Regions from separate parts of the Anolis sagrei genome. Here region 1 is linked to region 2. Evidence: chromatin contacts called from public Hi-C data. All regions are on one chromosome and are shown on one strand. Each heading gives the region's core, a stretch centred on a gene start, on an enhancer-like site or on the middle of the called end of the contact. The rest is flanking DNA. Distances are from core to core; before and after follow the strand shown.

Region 1 (3,061 bases), core at 171-2,670, 280 kb after region 2:
TGTTCATTCACAGTCTTTCTCGGTCATTTGGTGGCTTGAATTCACCTTTACTTTTCATCTTCATCATCAGTGATCCCTCCTGGCCGAGTATGATTGCCTACCAAGTAGGTTCATAGATTTGATTGCAGATACCTATTCTTAATCTGCATGTTCTCCTGCAGTGAGGACATTGAGGACACACCTATGTGTCATCCAACAAAGATCCGCATAGTTAAAGCAATAGTATTCTCTGTAGTAACCTATGGAAGTGAAAGCTGGACCATATGGAAGGTTTAGTGAAGGAAGATAGATGCTTTTGAACTGTGACATTGAAGGAAAATTCTGAGAGTGCCTTGGACCCAGGCCCATAGCCAGGATTTTGATTTGGGGGGGGGGGTGAGTTTAATTTGAGGACCCCTGGTCTATGCCATTTTTTTTCCGTGTCAGGAGTGACTTGAGAAACTGCAGGTTGCTTCTGGTGTGAGAGAATTGGCTGTCTGCAAGGACATAGCTCAGGGGACGCCCGGATATTTTGATGTTTTACCATCCTTGGTGGCGCAGTGGGTTAAACCCCTGTGCTGGCAGGACTGAAGACCGACAGGTCGCAGGTTCCAATCCGGAGAGAGGTGGATGAGCTCCCTCTATCAGCTCCAGCTCCTCATGCGGGGACATAAGAGAAGCCTCCCACAAGGATGATAAAACATCAAAAAATCATCTGGGCGTCCCCTGGGCAACGTCCTTGCAGACGGCCAATTCTCTCACACCAGAAGAGACTTGCAGTTTCTCAGGTCGCTCCTGACACGACAAAAAAAAAAAAAACATCCTTGTGGGAGGCTTCTCTCATGTCCCCGCATGGGGAGCTGGAGCTGACAGAGGGAGCTCATCCACGCTCTCTCCAGATTCCAACCTGCAACCTGTCGGTCTTCAGTTTAACCCACTGCGCCACCGGGGGCTCCATAAACAGCTTGTATTCCCTGATGAATCTCCTTTGGGGTGACACCTTCTGCTGTCAAGAATTCAATGACTGCATGTTGCTTAAATCGCATTGACTGATCATCTGGGCAGGGTTCCATACTTTGCACTTTAACAACACAACCATTCAATGCTAAAGCTTTCCGCCAAAATGGAACTGTAGAGAAGAGTCTACTGAACAAGCCAGTACCTGCCGCATGCCAGTACTACCATCTGTTGATGAATTACGAAGGTGGAGGCATTACTTTTCACTCAATCCTCATATTTGCTGTGTATGTGGTTTATTTCTGCTCCAAGTTGAGCCAGGACCGGCTTAAGACCTTCAGAAGTCCAACAAAAACAAGTGGCGAGTAGCTGGATATGTTGGAGATGCTCCTGAACTCCTGAAGCCGGGAGAGGGAGGCTCAGGCTCTTCCCTGCACGGGAAGCCTTCCAGGCTGAGGCTCTCAGGGACTGGGCCTGTTTCCCCCCCCCCCCCCTTCCTCGGCGGGAGCTTTGGGGAGAGAGGGAGGAGCTACTTTGTTTTCGCCTCCGGACGCTGGCGCTTCCCCGCCAAACCCACCCGTTCAGACTGGAAAGGACTTGGCCGGCGGTGAGTCCCTTGCGTTCTTTGTCTTTTTGAGTTGTTGCTCTCCTCCTCCGTGACCCTGGGAGATGTAGTTTGGTGAGGTACCTGCACTCCTAGGCAGAGAAGGCGAAAGGCCTTGTAAAAAGTACAACTCTCATGATCTGTGGGTCCCCAGATGTTTTGGCCGTCAATTCCCAGAAATCCTGACAGCTGGTAAACTGGCTAGGATTTCTGGGAGTTGTAGGTCATAACACATGGGAGCCACAGGTTGGGAACCACTGGATTAGACCATTGCATGGCGCTTCATCACACTAGGCAGGCATGGGCAAACTTCAGCCCTCCAGGTGTTTGGACTACAACTCCCACAATTCCGGAATTGTGGGAGTTGTAGTCCAAAACACCTGGAGGGCTGAAGTTTGCCCATGCCTGCCTGCACTAGAAAATAAATCCACTTAAAATCAGGTTTAAGCCTCCTGCAGAATTCGGGGGATTGTAGTTTAGGGAGGAGCCTTTAATACCCTCACTAAACTACAAACCCCGGAATTCTGCAGGAGGTCAAAAGCGGATTTTAAGTGGATTTATTCTCTAGTGTGATGACGCATGGTAATGAAAGTGGTGCCAAACTGTGTTATTGGACAGTGCAGATGCAGCCTTGGGGTTGTTACCCAGAAACTTCCTTTATATAGCAGTGTTTCTCAACCTTCCTAATGTTGCCACCCCTTAATACAGTTCCTGATGTTGTGGTGACCCCAACCGTAAAATTATTTTTGCTGCAACCTCATAACTGGAATTTTGCTACTGTTATGAATCATAATGCAAATATCTGATATGCAGGATGTATTTTCATTCACTGGACCAAATTTGACACAAATACCCAATACATCCAAGTCTGAATCCTGGTGGGGTTGCAGGAGGGATTGATTTTGTTGTTTGGGAGTTTGTAGTTACTGGGATTTACAGTTCATCTACAATCAAAGAGCTTTCTGAACTCCACCTACAATGGAATTGAACTAAACTTGGCACACAGAGCTCCCATGACCAACAGAAAATATTGGAAGAGTTTGGGGGGCATTGACCTTGCGTTTTGGAGTTGTAGTTCACCTACATCCAGAGAGTGCTGTAGACTCAAACAATGATGGAACATGGCACGAATACTCAATATGCCCAAATGTGAACACTAGTGGAGTTTGGGGGAAATAGATCTTGACATTTGGGAGTTGTAGTTGCTGTGATTTATAGTTCACCTACAGTCAAAGAGCATTCTGAATCCCACCAACAATAGAATTGGGTCAAACTTCCCACACAGAACCCCCATGACCAACAGAAAATACTGTGTTTTCTGATGGTCTTTGCTGGGACACGAGGACTGCCTGCATAGTATATCCCAGACATGGGCGAACTTGGACCCTCCAGGTCCAAGCGGAAAGGACTGGAAAGAAAGGAAGGGGCCTAAGGCTGTTAGGAATGGTAGGAGTTGAAGTCCAAAACACCTGGAAGGCCCAAGTTTGCCCATGTCTAGGATATACTATGCAGGCAGTCCCC
Region 2 (3,096 bases), core at 354-2,853:
AACAGGAGTTCGCCCTGTCCCGTGGATTTGAACCACTGACCGTTCAGTCAGCAAGTTCTGCAGCTTAGCGGTTTAACCTTCTGCTCCACCATGGCCCCTCACACACACACACACACACACACACAATCACACACACACACACACATTTGGCTAAATTACACTTCAAAAAACTACCTGTTTTGACTTACAAATATATTCAACTTAAAAACACACCTACAAAACCTATCTCGTTAGTAACTTGGGAACTGCCTGTATATTCTTTCTAAAACAGAAAACAAATTAGTTTTAAAATATTTCTTTTATTGTTTTTTATCTCACCATAGCTCTCTGTCAATGGACATTCCCCCTCCCCCTCCCCTGGCTGAGAGGGAAAAGGAAGGGACCGGAGGCTGTTAGGAATGGTGGGAGTTGGAGTCCAAAACATCTGGAGGGCCCAAGTTTGTCCATGCCTGATACATATATAGAGAGAGGGGGCGGGAGAGAATACTCAGGCTGAGGACTGCTGACTTTCTGAATAGAAAGGGCCAACAGTATATGCAAATATCCCAAAATCTGGAGGTACAAAACCCAGAATCCCAAACACATTTGGTCCTAATTATAGGCATCCTAATGGTAAACAAACAAACCCAGTAAGACAAAAGCTTTAGCTGCACAAACACCCGCTTGGCTGATGAGATGAGCAGGGCAGAGCTCCGTAGAGAGCCAGGCAGGCATTCCCTCGGCCACAGATGGAAGGTGCACATGCCAAGAGAGCCTGGGTGCAGCTACACTGTAGGCTTAATGCGGTTTGACACCACGTGCACTGCCAGGGCTCAAGGCTATGGAATCCTAGGAGAGGTGCTGCTTGTTTACAGGGTCTTTCGCCTTCTCTGGTGCCTCCCCAGACTACAACTCCCAGGATCCCACATCATGGAGCCAAGTGGTGCCGAACTGTATCAATGCTACCTTGCAGATGCAGCCCAGCTCCCCCTCCGGAGAGCAAACGAGAGGGAGCCACTTCTCCCGAGACTCTCCTTACCTCCGGCTTGGGTCCAGTTATCTGCACCAGGGCCAGCTCCGTGGGCACTGCCCGCCTGCTCGCACGTGGGGAGCCGCGCCTGCTGGGAGCTGTAGTTCTGGCCTCAGCCTCGGCTGAACTACAAGGCCCACAATGCAAGCAGGGCGGAAGGTGCCCCCGGGAAAGAGGCGCTTGCAAACCGCGGCGCTGCGGCTCCCACTGAAAGGAAAGCACTGCAATGATTAACGGGGCCCTCGCCTCCGCGAACTCTGCCCTTCTTTCGCCCCGCAGAGTTGGAAGAGAGAGACTCCCAAGGGCCATCCAGGCCAACCCCACTTTACCATTGGAGGAACACACATTCAAAGTGCCCTCGACAGATTGGCCATCCAGTCTCTGCTTTAGAGAAGGGTCCACACTCCATGCTCCCAGGCTGTATATTCCACCGCAGAGCAGCGCTTACCACCAGGAGCTTCTGCCTCATGTTTGGGTGGCACCTCTTTTCTTGCTCTTGGGATCCGTTGTGTCCGTCTCCAAAACAGCAACTGCTGTGGGCTTGGTTTCCCTTTTGGAAATGGCCAGAAAAGCGGACCGAAGAGGCTCAAAAGGACTCCTCCCCCCGTCCTCTCCCTAGGAAGGAGCCCCACTGAACGCACTGAGCCTTTAGAGGAGAGCTAGGCTAGGATCCCACCCAGGTTTCACCTCCACCTGAGGCCACCTCCACCTGAGGCCTCTCTTGTAAAGGAAAGCCTTATGTTTCACCTGCACTGTAGGGGCCCTTTCACACAGCCCTATATCCCAGAATATCAAGGCAGGAAATCCCACAGTATCTTTTTTGAACTGGGTTATCTGAGTCCACATTCAGATAATGTGTGTGAATGCAGTCTGACCCCACTTTAACTGGCATGGCTCCATACTAAGGAATCCTTAGTATGTCTCATACACGCTTGGCCTGGATGAGGGACAGGGCCTTCTCAGTGGTGCCCCCCCCCCCCCCCCCCCCGCCTGTGGAATTCACTCCTCGGGGAAATTAGGTCGTCTTCATCCCTCCTCACCTTTAGAAAAAAGTTAAAAACTGGATGTGGGACCAGGCCTTCAGGTCATTAAGCGAACAGTGACAATGACAATGTTGACAATAGCTTGGAAATGGATTGTGGATAAGTTTGATGGCGCATCCAACCACAGTTTTTGGCTAATGCTACCAGAGTGGTAATTCTTAGTAGATTTTAATTGGATTGTTTTAATGTTTTTAACTATTTATAATTATTGACTGTTTGTTTTTATTATGTATATATTGAGGCATCAAATTGCTGTCGATTAGAAGCTGCCCTGATCCCCTCCCCCCCCCCCCGGGGGTTGAAAAGGGTGGGGTACAAATATTCAAAATAAATTAATAAATCCTGAGCGTTGCTGGTGAGGCACCAGCTCTCTCTAGCAGAGGAGGTGAAAACCGTCATAAAACTACAACTCCTTAGCATGGAGCCATGGCAGATCAAGTGGGGTCAAACTGTATTAATCTTACAGTGTAGATCAGGCATGGGCAAATTTTGGCCCTCCAGGACATTTGGACTTCAACTCCCACAATTCCTAATAGCCTCAGGCTTAAGCAGCTGAAGGGGAAAAGGAAAGGGCCTGAGGCTGTTAGGAATTGTGGGAGTTGAAGTCCAATGTCCTGGAGGGAGGGTCAACGTTTGCCCATGCCTGATGTAGATGCATTCTTGCAGTGTGTCCAAACTTTAAGAACTAACACATTTATGCACGAGAACAATTCAACCTCCTCTGAGGAAAATCTGCCAGGAATTGTCTTGGGGTGCAGCCACACAGTTTGACATCACTTATATCAGGGGTTATCAAACTAAGGCCCGGGAGCTGGATATGGCCCTCCAAGGTCACTTACCTAGCTTTCACTCAGGGTCAACCTAAGTCTGAAATGACTTGAAAGCACACAACAACAACAACGATCCTATTTCATCTGCCAAAAGTAGGCCCACACTTCCCATTGAAATACTAATAAGTTTATATTAGTTAAAAAAATTCTTCATTCTGATTATTGTATTGTTTTTTGCACTACAAATAAGATATGTGCAGGGTGCATAGGAATT

What was found. A called contact is a pair of places that touch in the nucleus more often than the background predicts.
Region 1: a Hi-C map of mixed tissue shows a contact between it and region 2, with 16 times the contacts expected there. The contact joins the promoter of LOC132772276 here to the promoter of SLC19A1 in region 2. A contact is called at or near these places in 2 of 2 Hi-C or Micro-C datasets (both in mixed tissue).

The regions. Positions count from the first base shown.
Region 1 is chr1:235,670,444-235,673,504 of rAnoSag1.mat, forward strand. It overlaps LOC132772276 (membrane-spanning 4-domains subfamily A member 15-like), which reads left to right and starts at 1,421. Exons shown (of 7, transcript XM_060771226.2): 1 at 1,421-1,543.
Region 2 is chr1:235,386,117-235,389,212 of rAnoSag1.mat, forward strand. SLC19A1 (solute carrier family 19 member 1) reads right to left here and starts at 1,604. Exons shown (of 6, transcript XM_060771397.2): 1 at 1,458-1,604.